Regions from separate parts of the Capra hircus genome. Here region 2 is linked to region 1. A link is a contact called in public Hi-C data. All regions are on one chromosome and are shown on one strand. Each heading gives the region's core, a stretch centred on a gene start, on an enhancer-like site or on the middle of the called end of the contact. The rest is flanking DNA. Distances are from core to core; before and after follow the strand shown. Region 1 has its middle 17 kb from the start of ETV3. Region 2 has its middle 120 kb from the start of FCRL5.

Region 1 (7,079 bases), core at 3,591-6,090:
CAGGCTTCGTCAAAGAGAAGACCTCTGAGGAGAGAGTGGGAGGAGATGATGGAGTGGACATCTTAAGGAATAGTTTTCATGGCAGAGATGACAGCTCTTGTAATGGCCCTTGGGGGGCACTGTGCCTGGTGTGTTCCAGGAACAGGAGGCCAGTGTGGCTGAGGCAAGAGCGATAAGAGAGTCTGAGATCAGCGCAGAAACAGGGAGCCAGGTCAGGTCCATGTAGACCTGGACCCTCGCAACGCCCCTGCCAGAAGGGGCCCCGAAGATCTGGGTGATGATCCACCACTTGCTGGTCAGATGAGAAAACGAGGTGGACAGGGTTGACGGGCACTAGAATAGACCCTGGTTCCTGCGCAGCTTCTCAAACCCAGCTCTTGCTAGTGAGGACCCTGCCTGGGTCCTGTGCAGGGCTGTGGCCTTCACTCCGTCCAGACATCCAGGAAAGACCAGCCAGGTGGCCACAACAGCGGGTCAGAGACGGGGTGGCTGCCGCTGCAGCACTGCCCACCAGGGGGCGCCGGCCCAGCGCGCAGCGTCTCCCTTCATCCCTGGAAACTCCCCGCGCGGCTCCTCGGGATTGCCCGCACCTGACTCGGACCCCAGCTCCGGCCCCCGCGGTGGTTCCTTCCCACCCAGGCTTGCCCGCTTTGTCTCAACTAACCTCCGGGTCACTCCTCTCTCTCCGCCTTCCCCCACCCTTCTTACCTCTGCCCGAGCTGCGGGGTGAGACAGCCCGGCCTGAAGAAGAGCTCTGAAAAGGGGACGCCCCCGGGTTTTGCGGGCCGGGGGAGTGGGAGGCGCGGAGGGGCGCTGCGGGCGCGGGTGGGGCGGCGTGGAGTGTGCGCCTCACCCGTGTTGTCTACCCTGCTCCCCCGGGGCTGGCTCCTGCTCTTCCCCTGTTGTGTTTGCTGCTGAGGGGTCCCTGGGGGCTCATTTGGAGCCAGGGAACAGGGCAACCTCGGAGTAAGGGCTGAAGAGAGATTCAGAGAGGAGGGGGGCCTCTGCCCGCCAGAGCCCCTGGGAAAGGAGACTGCCTCTCCCCCTACCCTGACTCGCAGAGTTTATCCCCTTTCATCAGCCACAGCCCCGGGAGGGGAGACTGAGGCATCAGAGAAAGGCTTCCAGGCACCTCCTTTCCTGCCTCTGGTTCCTGGAAGTGTCAGGACCAGGACAAGCAGGATGTGGACTCTGCGCGAACACCGCTCTGCTCCGGGCCACCCAGGAGCCCACAGGGCTGGGGCGGCGCTGCTGCAGCCCCTTATCAAGGCTGTGCCCAGGCCACACCCGCCTGGCACACACAACCAGCAGGGAGAGGAGAGACGTCCAGAGAGCCCCCTCCTCACTGCCTCACAGCCTGGGGGGCCGAATCCAGCTTGGGGTGATGCAGGTCTCTCCCACCGTTCTCCAGTGCCTCCAACCGGTCCCCACCCTGACCTGGGGTTGCTCTCTGGGCCTCTGAGGCCTGAACCCCGAACCTGAAGAGTAGAGATCAGCGGGAATCCCCAGGCGCTTCCCCTGAACTTTGGTCTGGCTGAATAGCTGGCCTGAGGCCAGGAGCAAGGTTCCCCTCTCCAAGGGCAGACTTCCTGCTGGCCAAAGGCCGGGGAAATCCCAGAAGCCGAGCTTCCCCTGCCCACAGGGGCTCCCAGGGGCCAGGCCAGGGCAGGGAGCTGCTGGGCCCTCCCACAGCAGTGGGAGTGCCAGGCAGGGGGAGAGCTGAGAGCACTGGGGGGCAGGGCTGGGGCTCGGGCCTGCCAAGGACGGAGCTGGGGAGACCGAGGAGCAGGGCCAGGAGCCCAGGAGGGAGGGAGAGGGGACCCCCTTCACCCTTCACTTCTGGGTATCAGGCTGTATCACTGTTATCCTGCTCAGGAGAGAGGGTGAGGGCTGGGGGCACAGTGGAGGGGGGCAGCCAGGAGACACCGAGAGGTGGGTGCCAGGTTTGCCTGTCAGGACTAGGAGGAGGGGATCTGATCGTGATGGGCTGAGGTGGGGAGGAGACAGCTGGCAAGGCCCACTCTCCCCAACTGGTGGTCCTGTGGGAAGATGGGGAAGGGAGGAAGGAGGTAGTAAGAGTGAGGGGTTTCCACATGGCAGAAAGCAAAGCCCCCGCAGAAGAGAACGCAGCATGCAGAGGGTGGTGCTGGGCATTACAGTGGTTATTCTCGTCCTGTTTCCCTAGAGATCTCATTCGGGCCCCCTCACAACAGCTGTGGTATGTTCCTCCTCCAGCTCCCCCGCTGGGACCAGGCCCAGAATCTTCCCTGCAGTGAGCACCCCACCCGACATTCTGTCTCCCTCCTTTGCAGCTAACTGCCCCTGCTGACCAAACCTGAGCCTCCTCCTCCTCCTCCTCCTCCTCCTCCTCCAGGAAGCTCTCCTAGACTGACCTCCCCCATCCCTGCATTCCAGGGCTCCTCATCCCCACCACAACGGCCAGAAACCCTTTTCTGGCTCTGATAGGTGCCTGCATAAGTGTTCTAAACACTGTGGCTTCCTGGGTGTGCCTCATGTCTCCCATCAGTAACAAGTCCAGGGCAGGGACCCATCAGTAACAAGTCGAGAGCAGGGACCCATCAGTAACAAGTCCAAGGCAGGGACCTTGACATCAGGTCACAAGCCAGTCCATGTGGAGAGGGGGTGGGGAGCCACCTGTGGATTTTCATCGCTCCAAATCCTAATTAAAATGTCTCTCTCTCCATCACAACCTGCCCAAACCTGACCTGATATCTTCCCTTTCACCTACTTTCTTCTCAAACCCAAACCATCAGCCTCTCCCAACTTCCAGTTCTCGGCCAACTGGTCTACCCTTCTCCTACTCACTGAGGCTGGACACCTGGAGTCATCTTGACCCCTTCCTCCAACAGCCCAGATACAGGCTCACATCCAGCCCTGCCTTTTCCAGGGCTCCAACGCAGGTCACTTCACCTCATCTCAAGTCAGCAAGCATTCTTGATCACCTGCCAGGGCCTGACCACACAAAAGATGAGCAAGGCAGCAGCCCTCCCCCCAAGGGCGTCACCGTGCTGTTAGTCGCGCCGTAGTAAGTTCTATACTGGAAGCCCTGAGAGCTTTGGAGTCGGAGAGCTGCATTTCCACTGGAGACGTGAGGAAGGCAGCCTGGACTGTGTCTGTGCTTCCTTCATGGAAAGGACAAAGTTCTGCTCACCAGTGACTGGCTGGGGGACCTGGACAAGTTACTTCACCTCTGAGCCTTTGTTTCCGCAGCAACAATATGGGGATGGTAAACCCTTGCCGGATTTGGGAGGATTAGCTGTAATGATAGCTAACATTTATTAGTGCTTGTTAGGTACCAAGCCCTCTCCTAAGTGTTCTATAGGTAACAGGTCATCTTATCCTTACAGCCCCCTGTGAGACAGAGGACACAGTCATCCCTATTTTCAGATGAAGGAGCTAAGGCTCAGGGATGTTAAGTATATTGCCCAAGTGAGCCCAACGAAAAAGGACTGATGCCAGAATTTGACGCAAGACACTGTTTCATAATTTGGTCATACTCACCTGTGCAAGTTTATCTTCAAAATGATTGTAATAATTATTTTGTTAACAATAATTAATTGTAATATAACTTTTTTGAGAGTTCTACTCTGTTCTAGGCTCTATGAGGATGACTTGCATTTAATCCTCAGAACAACCTTGAATGGCAGATATTATCATATTGTGAGAAAATCAAGGCTCAGAAAAGTTAAGTAATGTCCCAGTCTTACAACCAGTTCCCTGGATAGTCAGGCTTTAACCCATATCTGTCCAACACCAGAGTTTTCTCTTCTGCCCAGCACCCTCCACGGCTCAGCCTGTCTGCTCACCCCCCAAGCTCACACAGTCACCACACGTGTTCACCATGTTTGTTAATGCTCACTCCCCACCAACTCTCCTCATCACCTCTGATTCACCCCCTCCACTTTTCAGATTCCCACCCACCATCACAGGCTCAGCGTCTCCATAAGCTGTTCACACTGAGTCATTGAAGCCCACCCTGGCTTCTCCCATACATCATGTTTGTGACATATATTTTGACACTTAACCATATTTAATTGGGCCTTCCCAGGTGGTGCTAGTGGTAAAGAATCTGCCTGCCAATGCAGGAGACATAAGAGACACAGGTTCAACCCTGGGTTGGGAAGATCCCCTGGAGGACGGTATGGCAACCCACTTCAATATTCTTGTCTGGAGAATTCAATGGACAGAGGAGCCTGGTGGGCTACAGTCCATAAGGCTGCGAAGAGTCAGACACAAATGAAGCAACTTAGCAGACATGCACATATTTAACTGAGAGTGTAATTATATATTATTTGGCATTGTCTTATAATTATCTAATATTTAGAAATCATACATCCCCAACCAGTGCAAAACTTCCTTGAGGGCGAGAAACTTAACGAAAATTCCCCTTCACTTATTCTGTCTCCTCCCCTCATCACTTCAGCAGATTGCTAGACACGCAGCAAGCGCTCCTTAAAGATGTGAAAGGCATTGAAGAGGCAGGAATTCCTAGATTATTAATCATCTTTGTATCTCACTGTAATGGAGGCATATCTATACAATCCGTAACCCTGGGCAGACAAGCATAAACCTCACCTGAAGGCAGCTTCTTCCTCATATTCTGGGAGCTGGGATCCTTTGAGGACTGATCGGCCAAGGCATAGCTTTACACTTCCCTCTCCACTGGCAGTGCCAGTTCCTTGCCCTCAGTGCCCTGGATGAGGGCACTAAGAGATTTTCCTGAGGGTAGGAGAGGAGTCATGGAGGAGCAGGGAGGGCACACGGGGCCCCTATCAGCTCTTCAGCCGGGTGTGCAGCTCTCTCGTGTCTCCGCGGTGACCCACACAATCACCGGGTTTCGTGAGCAGGTGACCCACACGCTGGCACAGCATCCAACCCTCAGCAGGTCCCCGCAGACGACGGTGAAAACAGCCTGGGCTCCTTCCTGGCTCTGCCACTTATGGGAGACGAGGAATGTGGGGGGAAATTCGTCAGCCTGTCTCAACAGGCTCCTAGCTCTACTTGTAGTTTCACCGTTTCCTCATGTGTGACGTGCAGATCCCCTTAGTGCTCCCCGCGGGGGGCACAGGAGATGCACACAATGCGGTGCCTGGCACGTTGTAAGCGCTCCACACCTGGCAGCCATCGTGGTGCTATTGTGATTATTGCTGAGGCAGGAGCCGATGGGAGCTGGGAATGCAGATGGAGCTGGAAAGAGCTGGAGGTTTGGCCTTGGGACCAGACGACTCATACCCATGGTCTAGAGATCAGGGACAGAGCTCCTACGGGTCCGGGCCTCCCGCCATTATTAATTACCCTTTCTCTCCTTCCACTTTTCTAATCATGCCTCTCCTGCCTCCTCAGCAAGGGCCACGCTCTATCTCTAGCAGTTTCCTTATCACGTCTTGAACATAAGCATTGCTTGTGTCTACTTCCGAAACTGCACAAAACATTTGCTGCCAGTCTCCCTCGCTCTGCCTTCCCATGTGCGTGCCTATCGCCTCCTCCAGGAGCCCTTCTTCGCTAGGCCTCTCTACTCCTCTCTATGATTCCAGGGGCACCCTTACCGTGCAATTGCTCAGACCTCACATAGTCATGGCTTGCTGCCTCCCCCACTCACTGAAGGAAGCAGATGCCATATCTTCGTCCTGAACGTAAATGCCTGAGGACAGACACCTGGCCCCTTTGAGATTCTCCCCTCCTCATTAGAATTCCTCTTCCTGAGCTATGAGCTCTGTGTAAGCCCACTCCTCTGTGCTCCATTTTCAAAGATAGTGTAACACAGCTGCTCCTTCTCACCTTCTTAGAGGGATTGACCATAACTCAGAAAAGAAGGCTGGCTGTCTGGGAATCAGGGTTCCAGAAAACCACAAGATAATCATGATTTAAATGTGCCTCTGTCCTCAGCAGCAAGGATGAAGGAACATCATGGTGCAGTAGAAAACTCCATCTGGAAAAGAGCCCCAAGAGAGTCAGATCTTCTCCTGGCATGTTGGGTGATCTGAGCAAAGAACTTCTCCGTGACTTACTTTTCCTGATTCGGGGCTCTGAATGTTGAGGCTGGTGCCTATCCATCCCAGACTGTGCATATGATTGGCCCTTTCAAGATTCCTTGGGCTTGGTGAAGCTTTTATTTGTTTACTTTCAAGCAGGAAAATAGAGCTGGCCCTAAGTGACACTGTCAAGATCTGAGATTATGTTTCACAGCCCTCCTTCCTGTTCTTTCAGCCCAGATCCCTTCCACCCGCTTCCGGTAGTCAGCAGGTAGAGAGAGGAAGACTTCCTCTCCCATATATTTCCTTCATTTATTTCCACCTCAACATGAAATGATTTGAGTAGTAGAGTCTTGCAGGAGTGAGGTGAGTTTCAGTCAATTGCCTTTCACAGGTAAGTTGAAATTCAGGCCTTAAATTTCTAACAGTATGTGATTGACTGTATTCTATATTCTAATAATCTCCAAGAATATTTAGATGGCAAGATCCTAAAGAGCCCTTTATCCCTGAAATTCCTTGTGCCCATTCAAAATATTGCAAATAAACTATACTAACATTTTGTTTGTATTTGATTTTGTTATCTATTGTTATATAATAAACCATCCCAGAAGGAGGGCATGGCAACCCACTCCAGTATTCTTGCCTGGAGAATCCCAATGGATAGAGGAGCTTGATGGGCTACAATCCATGGGGTTGCAAGGAGTCAGACACAACTGAAGCAACTTAGCACACAACACTCCCCACCCCCTCGCCAAATTTAGCTGTCTAAAACAAGAGCCATTTTATTATATCTCACAATTTTATGGATCAGGAACTTGGACAGGGCTCAGCTGGGTGATTCTTCTGCTCCATAAAACATTGAATGGAGTTACCCAGTGGTATTCAGCTGGGGGCTCAGCTCAGCTCAATGGTCCAAAATGATTTTCTCATATGTGTGGTATCTTGCCTGAGCAGCTGGAAAGACTGATCTTAGTTGGGAGCCTTTCTATTTCCATGTAGTTTCAGGGTCTTTGCACATGTTTTCTCTAGCAGAGGGACTGCACTTCCTAAATGGTAGATCAGAGGCCCAAGAGAAAAAGGTAGAAG
Region 2 (6,266 bases), core at 1,207-3,706, 740 kb before region 1:
AAGGTCCTGGACCAATTGGTAGTGGGGTTGGGAGTGGTCCGGTCAGGTGTCCTCTAATGGGCCGTCAACCCAGCGAGGTGAGGAGAGGGCCACTCAGCCAAGATGGACGCCTCCAAGTTGACTGGCACCGAGGAATAGCAGGCCTGGTCTGCGGAAGCAGGGGTCCAGATGCGGCTGTGATTTAAAAAGACCAAGACACCCTAGGAATAATCACAATGGGAGCAACACTCCCCCAGAACCTGACTGGTGGAACTTAGCCTGTATCCTGACAGACGGTCGGATGGTCCTGACGGGGTGGCGGGATGACCTGTTCAGGCGCAGGCGAGACCCGAGGGGATGGGCCACAAATCCCATTTGTCGCGGGATGGGCCCTCTCCTTGAGCCCCATGCTGGGCTCCAAATGTTAAGTAAAAGACGACCAGGACACCAAAAAGAGTGTCTAACAGGCTTTAATGGAGAAGTGCTACCTGGCGGGGTACCCAGACCCAAACAAGGCAGGTTGAGGAAGTCCACGCCGAGACTGTTTTAGGGGTGGTTATATATGTTCCTGTGGTCATGTATGGATGTGAGAGTTGGACTGTGAAGAAGGCTGAGCACCGAAGAATTGATGCTTTTGAACTGTGGTGTTGCAGAAGACTCTTGAGAGTCCCCTGGACTGCAAGGACATCCAACCAGTCCACTCTGAATGAGATCAACCCTGGGATTTCTTTGGAAGGAATGATGCTAAAGCTGAAGCTCCAGTACTTTGGCCATCTCATGCGAAGAGTTGACTCATTGGAAAAGACTCTGATGCTGGGAGGGATTGGGGGCAGGAGGAGAAGGGGACGACATGGCTGGATGGCATCATGGACTCGATGGATGTGAATCTGAGTGAACTCCGGGAGATGGTGATGGACAGGGAAACCTGGCATGCTGTGGTTCATAGGGTCGCAAAGAGTCGGACACGACTGAGCGACTGAAATGAACTGAACTGAACTGAACTGATATATGTTCGTTGTGATGGATGCTCTGGCAAGATCGCCAAAAAAGGTATGGTTAATAGATGGGGGTTCGGATAGGTTGTTCGGTCGAGGTGTTGCAGTCTGATAGGTCCTTTACACGGCTGGGATGGGGATTGTTTTAGCTGGAGAAGTGTGCTGTCATTGGTCAGGATCTGGAAGGATCCTTCCCTTAGGGACTTTCCTGCTGTCTGGAGAGAGGCTGCCCATCATGGCCTCCAGGGTCCGGCCTTACAAGGGGGTCCCCTCTCCCTCCCTCCTGGACTTCTGGCCCTGCTCCTCGGTCTCCCCAGCTCCTCTCTCACCGCGTCCTCCTCTGTCCTTGGCAGGCCGGAGCCCCAGCCCCAGCCCTGCCCCCCAGTGCTCTCAGCTCTCCCCCTGCCTGGCACTCCCACTGCTGTGGGAGGGCCCAGCAGCTCCCTGCCCTGGCCTGGCCCCTGGGAGCCCCTGTGGGGCAGGGGAAGCTCGGCTTCTGGGATTTCCTGGGCCTCTGGCCAGCAGGAAGTCTGCTCTTGAAGAGGTGAGTCTTGTTCTGGCCTCAGGCCAGCTATTCAGCCAGACCAAAGTTCAGGGGAGGCGCGTGGGGACTCCTGCTGATCTCTACTCTTCAATTTCGAGCTTCAGGCCTCAGAGGCCCGGAGAGCACCCCCAGGTCAGGGTGGGGACCGGTCGGAGGCACTGGAGGGTGGTGAGGGAGACTTGCATCACCCCAAGCTGGATTCGGCCCCCCAGGCTGTGGAGCAGTGAGGAGGGGGCTCTCTGGACGTCTCTCCTCTCCCTGCTGGTTGTGTGTGCCAGGCGGGTGTGGCCTGGGCACAGCCTTGATAAGGGGCTGCAGCAGCGCCGCCCCAGCCCTGTGGGCTCCTGGGTGGCCCGGAGCAGAGCGGTGTTCGCGCAGAGTCCACATCCTGCTTGTCCTGGTCCTGACACTTCCAGGAACCAGAGGCAGGAAAGGAGGTGCCTGGAAGCCTTTCTCTGATGCCTCAGTCTCCCCTCCCGGGGCTGTGGCTGATGAAAGGGGATAAACTCTGCGAGTCAGGGTAGGGGGAGAGGCAGTCTCCTTTCCCAGGGGCTCTGGCGGGCAGAGGCCCCCCTCCTCTCTGAATCTCTCTTCAGCCCTTACTCCGAGGTTGCCCTGTTCCCTGGCTCCAAATGAGCCCCCGGGGACCCCTCAGCAGCAAACACAACAGGGGAAGAGCAGGAGCCAGCCCCGGGGGAGCAGGGTAGACAACACGGGTGAGGCGCACACTCCACGCCGCCCCACCAGCGCCCGCAGCGCCCCTCCGCGCCTCCCACTCCCCCGGCCCGCAAAACCCGGGGGCGTCCCCTTTTCAGAGCTCTTCTTCAGGCCGGGCTGTCTCTCCCCACAGCTCGGGCAGAGGTAAGAAGGGTGGGGGAAGGCGGAGAGAGAGGAGTGATCCGGAGGTTAGTTGAGACAAAGCGGGCAAGCCTGGGTGGGAAGGAACCACCGGGGCCGGAGCTGGGGTCCGAGTCAGGTGCGGGCAATCCCGAGGAGCCGCGTGGGGAGTTTCCAGGGATGAAGGGAGACGCTGCGCGCTGGGCCGGCGCCCCCTGGTGGGCAGTGCTGCAGCGGCAGCCACCCCGTCTCTGACCCGCTGTTGTGGCCACCTGGCTGGTCTTTCCTGGACGTCTGGACAGAGTGGAGGCCACAGCCCTGCACAGGACCCAGGCAGGGTCCTCACTAGCAAGAGCTGGGTTTGAGAAGCTGCGCAGGAACCAGGGTCTATTCTAGTGCCCGTCAACCCTGTCCACCTCGTTTTCTCATCTGACCAGCAAGTGGTGGATCATCACCCAGATCTTCCAGGCCCCTTCTGGCAGGGGCGTTGTGAGGGTCCAGGTCTACATGGACCTGACCTGGCTCCCTGTTTCTGCGCTGATCTCAAACTCTCTTAACGTTCTTGCCTCAGCCACACTGGCCTCCTATTCCTGGAACACACCAGGCACAGGTCCCCCCAAGGGCCATTACAAGAGCTGTCATCTCTGCCATGAAAACTATTCCTTAAGATGTCCACTCCATCATCTCCTCCCACTCTTTCCTCAGAGGTCTTCTCTTTGACGAAGCCTGTTCTGACCTCCTGATGTAAAACTGAAACCACGCTCCTGAGCCTTATCCCCTAACACACTACACCATGTCCTTATTTATCATGACTGTTGTGTAGTGTCCTTCTCCTTCTACTGGAATGATGAAGATAGAAGTTTTGTTGGATTCATCCGTGGATGTATCCTAAGCACTTGGAGCACTGGTATACCATAGGGGCTCATTAGGACTCCCCTCTGTGGCTCAGCTGTAAATAATCTGCCTGTAATGCAGAAGATCCTGGAGATGCGAGTTTGAGCCCTGAGTCAGGAAGATCCCCTGGAGGAGGAAATGGCAACCCCCTCTGTATTCTTGCCTAGAAAATCCCATGGACAGAGGAGCCTGGTGGGCTACAGTCCATGGGGTCACAGAGTCTGACATCACTGAGCAACTGAGTACAGCACAGCACACAGGGGCTCATTAATATATGTAGAAGGAACCAGTGTACCATGGAAGGGGGTCTGTGGTGGGGGCAGACAGGTCTACCTCAAACAGCTTATGTTTCATGCAGAGATGTGGTTGTGCTACTGACAATATAATTGGGTCTTGTTGAAAGGATCACATTTCTGATGGTCTACCGAAGTGGGGAAGTGGAGACGAAGGTGAGGGCTCATGGGAAAAACAGAACATAGCTTATCTCCTGCACACATTGTACCACAAGCTGGCATCTGGCTCACCTACATCAGCAGTTCCCAGTGTGCTCCATCAGTGTGCTCCAGACCAGCAGTTCTGAGAAATACTTCCCAAGGAGGGAGATGGGGCACAAATTCAGAAAACTTTGGGAAATGTACAGACTGGTCCCTTCTGAGATAGTCACAATCCCTACTCCTGTGGGAACATCAGTTTAAATTCTTTAATCTGGTATGTCACAACATACATAACCTTGGGATTCCACGTTCCTTCTTATTTTTTTCAAGCAAAAGCCTACCTGAGCTTTACTAAATTAGTGTCTGAGTCAAGTTATAACATACTTTGGAAAATGCCAGCTTGCAAGGTAAAGTTTAACTCTGAGCATGACATCCAAGTCTAATCTCAAACATGCCTGACATTTCACCCATTCCATGAAGTTCCCTATTTGCTTACAGGTCTTTTAGCTTCTCCTCCCACCCCACTCCCCATGGCTAAACTTCTTGTTGTTGTTGTGGTTCAGTCACTCAGTTGTGGCTGACTCTTTGTGACCCCATGGACTGCAGCATGCCAGGCTTACCTGTCCTTTCCTATCTTCCGGAGTTTGCTCAAACTCATGTCTGCTGAATCAGGGATGCCATCAAACCATCTCATCCTCTGTCGCACCCTTCTCCCCCTGCTCTCCATCTTTCCCAGCATGAAGGTCTTTTCCAGTGAGTTGGCTCTTTTCATCAGGTGGCCAAAGTATTGGAGCTTCAGCTTCAGCATCAATCCTTCTAACCAATATTCAGAGTTGATTTCCTTAGGATTGACTGGTTTGATCTCCTTGCTATATCCAAGGAGCTCTCAAGAATCTTCTTCAACACCATAGTTCTTCAGCACTCAACCTCCTTTCTGATCCAACTCTCATATCCATACATGACTACTGGAAAAACCATAGCTTCATCTGTACAGACCTGTGTTTGCAAAGTGATGTCTCTGCTTTTTAATACACAGTCTAGGTATGTCATACATTTTCTTCCAAGGAGCCAGTATCTTTCAGTTCAATTCAGTTCAGTCTCTCAGTCGTGTCCAGGTTTTTGTGACATGGATTGGCATGCCAGGCATCCCTGTACATCAAACTCATGTCTATTACGTCGGTGATGACATCCAACCATCTCATCCTCTCTCATCCCCTTCTCCTTCTGCCTTCAATCTTCTCCAGCATTAGGGCCTTTTCAAATGAATCAACTCTTCACATCAGGTGGCCAAAGTATTGGAGTTTCAGCTTCAACATCAGTCCTTCCAATGAACACTCAGGACTGATTTCCTTTAGGATGGACTGGTTTGATCTCCTTGCTGTCCTAGGGACACTCAAGAGTCTTCTCCTGCCGGGGTCCAGCCCCGGTGGATCCAGGGAATTTGAAGGTGGGGACGGTGTCAGCGTCTTTGGAAAAATACATATTTAATTGCAGATATAGAGAGAGATTAGAAACGGATAGTGTAGCAGAAAGATTAGTGGAGAAAAAGAGGCTGAATAACTTGGATTACGTGGAATAGCATCCATGCTCCAGATGGGAATTCAGCCAGAAAAATGGAAGCAAGAAAGAAGCGATATGGGGGAATCAGTCTTTCTGGAAACTGATCCGATTTCTTTATTTTGGGGTTTGCTTATATACCTTTTGTTACACATAGGGATGAATACAGAGTCATGTGGGGGTCAGCAGTTCTGACCTTTAACAAAATCAGGTGCTTCACATAAATGTATAAAAAAGGTCTTAGGAATATTACATTATCTTCTGGCCATGAGTGAGACCTGTTGACATTTTATGATCCTTTCTTTCTGATAACCAAAAAACTTATTTCTTCCAAGGGTATTTTTTCTTAAACCAGGCACCACCCTCCAAATAAAGTTACATACCTATAGGGTGAGGGTGTAGTGAGTTACAGTCAAGAAAGGAATTTATTTAACCCAAGGTTAACAAGATTAATCTTAAAGGTTAATACTTATTTCTCCTATATGCTTAAAAGTTAATGCTTATTTCTCCTATATGCTAGTTATATTCATTATAAGGGCAGGGAATATGGAGATTTCGCAGCAAACATCAGCCCAGCAAATGAAAATCCTTTCACCAATGCTCCCCTTAAGATCTATTTAGTCTTAAGATAGTGATAAAGTTACATTTTTATGTAGAAAGGACACGTGATTTATAACAAAGTACAGTGATCTATTACAAAAGAGAAAATTCATTAACTCAAAAACTCTAGTATTGCTAACATCAAAAACTACTATATTTCCTTTTCTATATTCCAAATACATTGATTAATATATTCCCAGGTGCCTAAGGATATGGAGGCCTGGCGGCAATCATTGATTCAACAAGAAGAAAAAGCCCTATGCTAATTAAGACTCTCAAAATACTCCAAAACTCTCTGTGCTTTTATGGTTGAGAGGTAGTAAACAATCATGTGCCTAGTGGCAGCAGTATGGATAATCCTGTCACACAAGCTAGTCTGTCAGCAGAGAGGTTTGACCTGAGACATCCTTGTCCCACCCAGAGCAG

The links. Hi-C and Micro-C count contacts between places; a contact is called where the count stands out from the background.
Region 2: a contact with region 1 is called in a Hi-C map of blood, with 17 times the contacts expected there. The contact joins two enhancer-like sites. A contact is called at or near these places in 2 of 5 Hi-C or Micro-C datasets (blood and liver).

Annotation. Positions count from the first base shown.
Region 1 is chr3:106,391,137-106,398,215 of ARS1.2, reverse strand. No RefSeq gene overlaps it. Among named protein-coding and RNA genes, the nearest start is that of ETV3, 17 kb to the right of the region's middle. Within about 2 kb of position 4,840, at least 2 of the 5 cell types and tissues checked have an H3K27ac peak or open chromatin away from gene starts, as enhancers often do.
Region 2 is chr3:107,133,036-107,139,301 of ARS1.2, reverse strand. No RefSeq gene overlaps it. Among named protein-coding and RNA genes, the nearest start is that of FCRL5, 120 kb to the left of the region's middle. Within about 2 kb of position 2,456, at least 1 of the 5 cell types and tissues checked has an H3K27ac peak or open chromatin away from gene starts, as enhancers often do.